Regions from separate parts of the Mus musculus genome. Here region 1 is linked to region 2. The links are chromatin contacts, called in public HiChIP or PLAC-seq maps. All regions are on one chromosome and are shown on one strand. The core of a region is the stretch at or near the end of the contact, and the rest is flanking DNA. Distances in the headings are between cores, read along the strand shown.

Region 1 (5,473 bases), core at 1,345-3,844, 210 kb before region 2:
CGACCGACGGGATCAGCTTTGAAGTGAGTGCCAGGCAGGCTCAGACTGTGCAAGCAGGTGAGAGAGAATGCTTGGAGACTTGGCTCCAAACTCTTGTGAGATGGGAAAGGTTGAACTAAGAGGAACCGAGTCCTGCTGCTTCTCCCTGCTCTCAGCCCTTCTGATAAGGAGCCTCCAGGTTCCTACTTCCAAAGCAGACTAAAATGTAGAGACTGTGGGTAAAATTAGACCTCAGAGAGACCTTTTAGTATTGGTTGGCCCGTTAGTGTGGTAATTCCACTGAGACTGGTTGTTGGGAACACGAGGTTTGTCTGGCATCGGCAGATTAATAACATTCTCGGTATTAGGCAGATCTGCAGCTTTTGCTGAACTTGCTTTCCCAGTGGGATGTTGTTCGTTGTCAGGCCATGATTGACCCAGCCACATCACTGATGCTCCAACCAACATGGCTTTTCTAGGTTCTCACGCGGTTTTTGGCCTCTTCCACTCCTATCATGTACTGGTTTCCAGCTCACCTGCTTCAGGATCAAGAACCGCTGCTGAGGTGTGTGGACACAGAGCCTGGGAAGCTTCCTCAGGAGAAGTCCCCACCAGGACAGAAGGCCCCCAGAAACTGTCTCATGAAACTCTTCTACGATTGGAAGAGATGCTCTCCAGTCACAAGATGCGTTCTGGTCTACTTCCTGACCTACTGGCTTCTGGGACTAATTCTCCATTGCAACTTCCTGCCTTGGACTTGACCTGGAGTGTCAAGGAATGAAAGCTCTAAGACGACACCCTGGCTGGGACAGCCCGCACACTCCGGAGAGCACTGTGCAGTAGGATCTCTGGGTCTCTCTGGGGGCCAGCTAAGAAGGGAAAATGGGAGCACAGGCGCCCCTTCTCATCCTGGGCGGGGCAGGTGTAGGGGAGTAACTTCAGTGCTCAGTGCAGGGGTCTCAGATCTCCCTAGTCCACAAGTACTAGGCAATCTTAAACCTACTACTGATCCACGTGTAAGTCTGTCTTCTTGTTTTTTGAGAGAAGGTTGGTTTCTCTACATTGCCCTGGTTGTCCTGGAACTCACTCTGTAGACCAAGTTTATGTAGACCAGGCTGGCCTTGAACTCAGAGATTCATCTGCCTCTGCCTCTTGAGTACTAGGCCCACCACTGAGTGTGAGCCACCCCTGCCTGGCCTGGTGGATAAATTTAAATGTTTGATCAAAGCACAGGCCAACAGCCTGCCCCACTCAGGATGGTGGAGTCAGTGCAGTGTAGTGACAGAAGGAAGAGGGGACAGACAGCCTGCTCTAAGTGAGAGGTTTCTGAAGGTGGTTGTTTTCTTTTTTTTTTTTTTTAAAGATGTATTATATTATATATGAGTACACTAGCTGTCTTCAGACACACCAGAAGAGGGCATCAGATCCCATTGCAGATGGTTGTGAGCCACCATGTGGCTGCTGGGAATTGAACTCAGGACCTCTGGAAGAGCAGCCAGTGCTCTTAACCACTGAGCCATCTCTCCAGCTCCCTGAAGTTTTCTTTATGATACTGGTGTGTGTGTGTCTGTGTCTATCCTACAGACTGTGAAAATCTAAATACTCCTTTTGCAATGAATTACCTTTTTCTGGAGGAGGGGTAGTCAGGGGAGCTAAGACAAGGTCCCTCTGTGTAACTCTGACTGTCCTAGAACTTGCTTGCTATGTAGATCTGGCTGGTTTTGAACTCAGAGATCCTCCTACCTCTGCCGAACTAGTTTCTATAAATTATAGAGGGTTGAGGCTAGAACTCCGTAGTAAAGCACACGAGGCCCTAATTTCAGTAATAAACACCACTTGGATCAGAGCACAGGGTCTGAATCTTGGCTCCCATTCCTCACTTTCCAGCTGTATGATCTAAAGCCACCTTCAGAGCTTTTGCCTTCTCTGAAATTAAGGAGGAGACTTCTTCCCTGGGGTGTGATTTAGGCCTTAAATCTTGAGGCTACCTTAAACAAAAGATAAATGGAGGCTCACAAGTGGTCTAATGGGAAAGTCCTCCTTTGATCAATTGGAAACAGCCTCCCCCCCACCTCTGGGAACAACTCGGAATAGAAGCTGTCGTGGAGAGTAATGACACCTGGTGGAAAAGGGTAACCCAGGGTGACTGGTTTTCCATTCTCAAAGATCACACTTGCATGAGTCAGAGGCACCTACCCCACAGCCTTGATGGGGGAACCTTGTAGCTAAGTCAGTCCAAGGTTGTCTACTGTAGCATCTGCCCTGCTTCCTGGCTCCCTGTGGTTACTAAGAGTAACCCTGCCCCTGAGGAAGGATGACTCCAGGATGCTGAGGCTTGAGGTGAGCTTGAGGGCAGCTACAGAATAAGACCCTGTATAAATGAAAGACAGTGTCCCTGCTGCGCAGCGTTTGTGCATTCTTGAGCCAGGTAACTTTGGCTCGGTGTCACCATCCTTACTCCCCATTGGGCCAAAAATTCCAATAAGCAGCATTCTTCAAAACAGATGGCAGTCAGCAGTGGCTTCTGGAAAGCTCGGAGTTGGAATTTGGACACACTCCCTCCGACCGTGACAGAAAGCTCAACTTGCCAGCTGAAGGGAAGCTCCTGGCCCAGGCCCAGCACCCTCTGTGGGAGCCTCCAGCCAGCCTGGCCAACGAGCATTCCCACCCAGCACCACAGCACTAGCACAGCCAAGCATTTGGTCCAGAGTCAAATGCTACTGAAAATGTACACACAGATTGGGGCAGCCCTCTGCCTTCTGCCAAGACACCAAGTGCCCTTCTTGGCAAAAGACAACACCTCTCCCCTAGTGTGTCCCTCCAGCTGGCAGACTGCAGCCTCTTCCCCAGCAGCTGCAAATCCTAGGACTCCCCCTCCCCCTCCAAAAAAAAAAAAGTGCGTGGGAGGAGCCGGGATCCTTTGGTCTCCCTCTCTGCTCCACTTTGCCTCCGTTTGGAGGGTAACCAGAAGTGATTGTTCCTCTCCTGGGAGAGGTGACTCACCCCCTACAGAGCAGCTTCAGTCTCCCCTGTTTTGTCCCTAGAGCCATCACTGAAGAAACCCTACACCTGGGCACCCCGGCTAGGTAAGCACACCTGGAGAAGGCCGGGCTTCTGGCCTGGGAGGCTCACGGCTCAGCTTGTAAGGAGCGGGCTGACTTTATGACCAGCAGCTGTCCCTTTACCGGCCTATTAACAGTCTTTAATAGTCTGAAGGAGGACCGTGAAGGGCCCAAGGCCGGAGCTTCCTGTTTCCCCGAGGTCTAAGAATGCCACAGCTGGGTGGGGCGGCCACGGTTTCAGAGAAAAGTCATTTCCTTCCAAGACCCTGCTAAAATACAAACCAGACACTCTGAGGACCCAGAAGTGGATGTCTTTTTGTTCTTTAATGGAGGTGGGAAAAGGGGAAGCTTTGGCGGGTCTCTAGTAGTCCCACTGGGGTGGGGCAGCGGAAGTCTGGGTCTAAAAATGTAAAGTGTGGAGGCTTAAGTTTTTAAAAGGATTCTTTTCACCAGTTGTTTATTAATGCCTGTTTTGGACTAAGGCAGGCCTAGCCACGCCTCCTGTCCTCAAGTGTTGCTGGCCAGTGCACCGGAGCATTCATTAGGGAAGTGGTAAATTCTTTAAAAAGCAACATTTTAGTGTGTGTGTGTGTGTGTGTGTGAGTGTGTGTGAACATGAACATCCTATAGCCCACGTGGAAGTCAGCATTGCCCTCTTGTTGAGTCTTAGTTCTTTATTATGCTGTCCTTAAAACTGGGCATGTCAGGCCTGAGGACAAGTCCCTTCCCCCACTGAGCCCTCTGAGTGCTGGCCCAGAAGTAGCAAATTCTGAGGCATAAAGGACATGTTTTGCTATCTTTCTACTTAAATTTTTTTTATAACGAGGATGAATTAAAGTTTTAATTTGAAGATGGTGTGGTGCACACGTGCAGTCCCTGCCCTTGTGAGATGGAGCAGGAAGATTGTGAAATCTAAGCCTACTGTGGTGCACACCTTCAATCCTAGGACTCGGGAGGCAGAGGTAGGGGGGATCTCTGTGAATTGGAGGCTATCCTGGTCTACAGAGTGATTTCCAGGACATCCAGGGCTACGTAGTGAGGCCATGTCTCAAAACAAAACAAAACAAAAAGAACTGGAAAGATGTCTCGGTGGTTAAGAGCCCCAAGTCCTGTTTTTGTAGGGGACCCAAGTACAAGACCCTATCACTGTAGCTCCAGCAGAGACAACACCAGGAAACCTTGACAACCTGCACTCCTGAGCACATTGCACATAGGAACACAAACACTCTTAAACTCCATGGCCTAGAGAAATAGCTCAGTGGTTAAAAGTGTTAGCATTCTGTCTAGGCTCCACCCCACAGTGACCTGGCAACAGCCAGGTGTGCCTGACTCACTATAAAAGGGGCTGCTCACCGCCTGGCCCCCCACTGTCTCTTGCTCCTGCCTTCTTGCTCCCTCTGTTCTCTAGCCCCTCCCCCCACATCCCTCCCCCCACCCCTCCCCCTCTCTCCCTGCCTTTCTCTGTCTCTCCTACCCTCTCTCTTTTTTTCCCCCTCAAAGATCTTATTTATTTTATGTATGTGAATACACTGTCGCTGTCTTCAGACACACCAGAAGAGGACGTAGGATCCTATTACAAATGGTTGTGAGCCACCATGTGGTTGCTGGGAATTGAACTCAGGACCTCTGGAAGAGCAGTCAGTGTTCTTAACCGCTGAGCCATCTCTCCAGCCCCCTCTACTACCCCCTTAACTCCCCTCCCCAGGCTCTGAATAAACTATTCTCTACTATACTGTGTGGCTGTTCCCTCAGGGGGAAGGGATGCCTCAGCATGGGCCAGCTGAGGTACCCCCTTCCCCCATACCTTAACCACACTTCCACCAATTCCCTCTTTATCTTTTTATAAACAACAAAAAGTGTTTACTGCTCTTCCAGTGGTCTATGTGGTTCCAAGCACCCTTGTTGGGCAGCTTAAGACCTCTGGTAACTCCAACCCCAGGGACTCTGACATTCTTTTTAGCTTCCTTGGGCTCCTGAACACACATGGCATACACTCACTCAGATACATATATACATAAGAATAAACACATCTTCAAAGAGTTGAAAGCAGCGAGTGAGTATATTATCTCCCCCCATGCCCTAGTTAGCATTGGCAGCACTGGGGGCAAACCTGTCAGGCCAGCTAGGTAGGCGCTGTGCTGTACTGGTGAGCTACATCCCCAGCCAGAGAGTGACTACAGCAGATGGGAAGAGAATCAGGGAAGAGCGCTCAGCTTGAAGGGAGCCAAGGAATTACTCTAAGATCTGGCTCCAGAGCCAACCCACTGTACACTAAAGCTGTGTGAGCTCACTGAACTCAGCCTGACTTCTCTCATCTGTCCCCGTGCCTACGGAGTTCTTATCCATAAACTCAGCCATCCCTTATGGGAAGGTAAATGTTACTTCTGGATATTTTGAGACATCTCATAATAGTTCTTATTGACCTTGAACTC
Region 2 (5,073 bases), core at 1,352-3,851:
CATGATCCCTCCTGATTTTACCTCCCAAGGGTTGGGATTATAGGCACACACCACAACACCCCCTTCTTTCGTTTGTTGTTTATGTTGGCTGACCCTCAGGAGGGTCAGGATGAATCAAGCACTAGTTATTTTTTAGTGGGACAGGTCATTTGAAGGGAGTCCCCTTCCCCATTCAGGCAACAAACTTTCAATTCTGGCCACAGTCAGTATCAGCCAGCAGGTGGCGCTCTGACAGATGCTCGGCTGTTGCGGTTGGAATTCATGCAGTGGTACCTCGTGAGCCCACCTAAATTTTGACCCTTGCTGACCTCCACGAGTCTGGTTGCATGACTGCAGAATGACGCAGGGCCACGAATCTGACTGATCACGGACTCAGTCATTCTTTTAAGTACCAGAAACATGCAGATGGACGTGTCACATTTTCCGTGTTCTCCGTGCCCTCAGCTCCTGCCTGCGCTTCCCTAGAGAGAGCAGGTGCCCACTCGCTGCAAGTGGCTGAATTCTGTCATCTCACCGTGTTACACACTCCCCCTCCACCTGCCTCCTTGCGGTCTCTCTTTCTGGAAAATTCTCATTGGAGGTTGACTAACAGACTTTAATTCCATAACCTCCCTCAAGCCCTCCTGACTTCACAGGTATTAAGTAGCTTCCTCTCCCCTTCCTCAAGGGCTGTCCAGACTGTGGGAGATGCCCTCACTACATTGGCCCACAACTCACAGACATGGCAATATTGCCTCCTGCCTAGCTTTCCCAGTGCTGGGATTGCAGGCGTGAGCTATCACGTCTGAGGTCAGAAGATGGCTGGAATGTTCCTTGTGTCTCACCATCTGCTTGCCCTGTCCTGTCCTTGAACTTCCTCTGAGCTCCACAGCATGAAAAATTAGCTCCTCGGGATCTGCCCAGCTTCCCAGAGGCTGCAGGAACATCTCAGACTCCACCCACCTCAATTTAGCAGGCAGAGTGTACTGGAGTAAAATGCCTTCCTCAGCCAGCCCAGGGATGGGGGCACCAACAGGGGCAGTGGGCGGCCATCATTGAAGGGCTCTCTAACAGGCCCAATCATGGCAAACATGGCGCTGTCTGCTTTGGCCCTTCCCTCTGCCTTGCTAAACCACGAGATTACATTCCTAAAGCTTGCCCCCAAGGTCTATTCCCTTATTTAGCCACCTATTCATTCTTGAGACTAAACACCAAGGCCCAGCTATCAACATTCATTTTTTGCCTACACCAGCTAAGCTGTCCAATCAGGTCTTAGCACAGACTTCCCCTTCCCTCATTAAAAACTATTTCTGCAGACACACCTGCTACTGCCGTGGTCTGATCCAGAGGCGGCACGCCCCTTGCTTGTCCCTCTGGGGTAATAAACTTCCTTTGTGCTGAGAATTTGGTGTCTGGGTGTGTTCCCTAGCGACTCTAACACACACACACACACACACACACAATCACAAGATGAGGTCTGTGATGGGGTCCTCACAGGGTCTGAGGATAGCTGTGGAGTGCGGTCTTCCTAAAGGAGGCACTAGTTCCCTGGGGGGACTGGACAGGGCTTTCCCACCATGGAGACGGAGTGAGTTAGGGCGAGTCCCACCCCCAGTGCTGTGGCCGAGCCTCAGGAATTTCCCAAAGGGAGAATGGCTAGTGGGGAAACGAGTGGAATAATTTGGGAAGGGAAGCTCTGGGCGAGAGGAAGGTAATGTCTCTAAGAACTCTTAGGAAGAAAGGCCCAATGGAACAGAGCGGGTGAGCGTGAAGCGTTCAGGTGGAGTGGGTCATGCACTCAGGTAGCTGAGGCAGGAGAATTGCTGTAAGTCTGAGGTCAACCTGAGCTACATAATGAGTTCCACACCGGGTTATAGATTTAGAGTCTGTTTAAGTGTGCGCGCACACACCAAAACAAAATAAGACTTATGGAGGATCAGGAAGTAGGCAGGAGACAAAGAATCCTAAAATTCTCTGTGCTTACCTTTCCATGAGGGAAATGGTGCTGGTCTACAGTGCGCATGTGCTGAGCGCAGCCCGGCGCTCACTTCCCTCCCTGATGGAGCACAGGAGGACGGCCCTGGGCCAGAGCCCTGGCTCCTTTGTGGTTTGCTTTTGTTTGCAGCACTGGGAATTGAACCCACGACCTCACGCACACGGAGGCAGGTGTTCTGCCACTGTGCTTTCTCTGCTTGGAAAGACTACATTGGCTGGCATCTTTGGGGGCCAGGCAGACTCCTTACCATCGGTGTGAACCTGTCAGAAACCCTGGTAACCTGAATATAAAAAGGGTCGTTGATTGATTTGGGCTCCTCTTAAGGATGAACACAGCAGAGGAGGCGAGATTTAGCGGCTGTTCTGACTGGTTAGGCTCCCTTCTCTCCCTCTCCTCCCCAACGCAGGAGAAACTGTGGAGTAGGTGTGGCTCTCCTTGGCTCCTGAAGTCCCAGGGAGGCAAGTCTGAGTCTCACAGCCTTATTCCATCCCCCCCCCCCCACCTGTGACTGCTTTCTAGAGATTCCAGCACCTTCTGAGTCTCGACTGTATTAGTTACTAGAGTTAGGGCACAGACTATTCCACACTGTGCACAGAGGACGGTGGCACATGGCTTCTCTGACTCAGCATGACTCCAGGAGTGCCACAGCTGCGTGCCTGCAACTCATGATCTCTCAGAGTTGTGATCAGATGTGAGTCAGATCTGCTGCTGCCTGAAGATTTGAGGGTCTCCTCAGAGGACTGTCCACTCCCAGGGTTGGCAGCTTGATGCTGAGCAGGTGGCCTCAATTCCTGGCTTCATGGTCAGGTGTTGTAGCTTGTGCGTCCTCACAAAACGCCTGGCTTCCCTGAAAGGCAGTTGCCCCAGGCGGGGAGGTCGAAGCCCCAGTCTCCTTCATAGTTTAACCCTGACTATCACAAGCCTTCACTCCTGCTGTATCTTTTTGGCCAACCACTTCATTGCTATTTAGTGGGAAGGACATGTCAAGGGGTTACTGGAACTTTCTTGCATCCTGGCAGCCATGCTAGCTTTTATGTAAATCATTAGGAATGAGAGAGAAGCTCATAGACCTTCTAGAACCATCTGAGTGCTCTGAGCCATGTCTGCTTCCAGCTTGGGACTCTGAAGAGGGATGAAGCTGCCAACCGCCAGTGACTCTCTTCTTCCTGTCCCCTATCCCCCCAGTCTTTACTTCTTGTAAAAGTATCCCTTTTACTCAGGCAGTGAGTTCCAACTACCACCCAGGTGTGGCAGCTGTTCAGCAAAGCCATTGACTCACTAACTGTTCTGGGCTCTCTCTGCTGGCCTGCTACAGTTCATCTGGAGGCCAGTGACAGGGGTCAAGTCACCTGAAGGAGGGGTGACAGAGTGTGTCACAAGAAGCTGAAGAGCCAAGATTCAGGAAGGGTGGGGACCTTGACAGCTGGGGTCCATGGTACTACAGACTCAGGCTGCAGTTGTAGCTCAGTCAGCAGAGAGCTTGCCTTCAAGCAGTGAGGACCTGAGTTCAATACCCAGAATCTGTGTGTCCTAGTTAGCGTTTCCATGACTGTGAAGAGACACTATGACCAAGGCAACTCTTATAAGAACGTTTAACTGGGGCTGGCTTACAGGTTCAGAGGGTCAGTCCATTAACATCAAGGTGGGAGCATGGCAGCATCCAGGCAGACATGGTGCTGCAGGAGCCAAGAGTTCTACATCTTGGTCTGAAGGCAAATAGGAGAAAGACTGGCTTGCAGGCAGCTAGGAAGAGGGTCTTAAAGTCCACTCCCATAGAGACACACTTTCTCCAACAAGGCCATACCTCCTAAGAGTGCCCCTCCCTGGGCCAAGCATATTCAAACCACCATACTGTGTTCAGAAGGAAAGGAGGCCAGGCTTAACGGTGGGCACTTGTAACCCCAGTGCTGGAGAGGTGGGGACAGCTGGATCCCAAGGGCTTTCTGGTGAGCCAGCCTAGCTCTTGGCAAACTTCATGAGAGACCCTGTCCAAAAAAAAAGGTGGACATCTCCTGAGGAATGACACCTGCTGTAAGGTTTTTCTCTGGTCTCTCCGTGCACACCTATACACATGTCCAAGTGTCCACCCCCATATGTCCACCCGCACACACATGAATACACCAGCACACACATATACATACTACACGAACACACTCGAGACACCTCACACCTCACCACTGCTCCAGTTTACTGGTAAAAAGAATCAGATTGGTCCAGCTGAGCCAGATGACTACATCCACAATGGCCAGGGAAGAGGTGGAGCTATAGCCATGATGCTGTAAGGTGGGCGGGACCTAGGACAGGTGATGTTGCCGAGGTAGCTGTTCAGACAGGAACTTTTTGCCTGCTTGCTTTCACTCTCCCTGGCAAGTCCAAGTCCTTCACACACATATTCATATAAATATTCTATGAGTTCTGTTCTAAAGAACCCTGGCTAATACAAAGGGAATGAATGTTGGTTGTCCCTGACCCCAGAGAGTAATTTGCTGCAATTGTATGGCTTTGGAAATGGCCTGATTTGGGCCACAGGGGATGAAGAAACTACAGGCAAACATGGAAAAGCCAGGATCGGTGGGTCGTGTGCTCTGATGGAGACACGCCAAGCAGTATGGGAGAAGGGGCGAGATACAACCAGTTCCTGTGCAGCATTGAGGAGGAGGTATCAGCTAATGTCAGTCGGGGGCAGTCTCTCTCTGCTATGGTCCTCCTGGAGCTGAAGCACTATCAACACTATCAACATCCAGTACCTGGACCAGGGAAGGCTTTCATCCCTGAGCCTGACCCAGGAAAGCCTTGCCATTCCCAGAGTGTGAGGCCCTGGAATCCTTGACAAGGATTCCTGGCTGCTCCTGTTAATAACACACAGCTGCAGCCAGGCAGTGGTGGCACACGCCTGTAATCCCAGCACTCAGGAGGCAGAGGCAGGCAGATTTCTGAGTTCGAGGCCAGCCTGGTCTACAGAGTGAGTTCCAGGACAGCCAGGGCTACACAGAAACCCTGTCTCAAAAAACCAAACCAAACAAACAATAATACACAATTGCTCAAGACTTCAATCCCTCACAGAGTAATTGATGGCTGTGTGGATCAGCCTAATGAGG

What was found. HiChIP or PLAC-seq counts read pairs in DNA pulled down with a chosen protein or histone mark.
Region 1: an HNF4G HiChIP or PLAC-seq map of pancreatic cancer cells shows a contact between it and region 2. The contact joins two enhancer-like sites. A contact is called at or near these places in 3 of 115 datasets of contacts at active chromatin or transcription factors (bone marrow-derived macrophages, memory CD8 T cells and pancreatic cancer cells) and 1 of 9 other capture datasets (adipose tissue).

What each region holds. Positions count from the first base shown.
Region 1 is chr4:133,657,777-133,663,249 of GRCm38.p6, reverse strand. Pigv (phosphatidylinositol glycan anchor biosynthesis, class V) reads left to right here. Exons shown (of 4, transcript NM_178698.5): 4 at 459-1,825. The coding sequence ends at 740. Among named protein-coding and RNA genes, the nearest start is that of Pigv, 12 kb to the left of the region's middle. Within about 2 kb of position 2,594, at least 348 of the 459 cell types and tissues checked have an H3K27ac peak or open chromatin away from gene starts, as enhancers often do. A contact at or near this core is called in pancreatic cancer cells, where this site is marked.
Region 2 is chr4:133,445,114-133,450,186 of GRCm38.p6, reverse strand. No RefSeq gene overlaps it. Among named protein-coding and RNA genes, the nearest start is that of Gm42322, 7.3 kb to the right of the region's middle. Within about 2 kb of position 2,601, at least 44 of the 459 cell types and tissues checked have an H3K27ac peak or open chromatin away from gene starts, as enhancers often do. A contact at or near this core is called in pancreatic cancer cells, where this site is marked.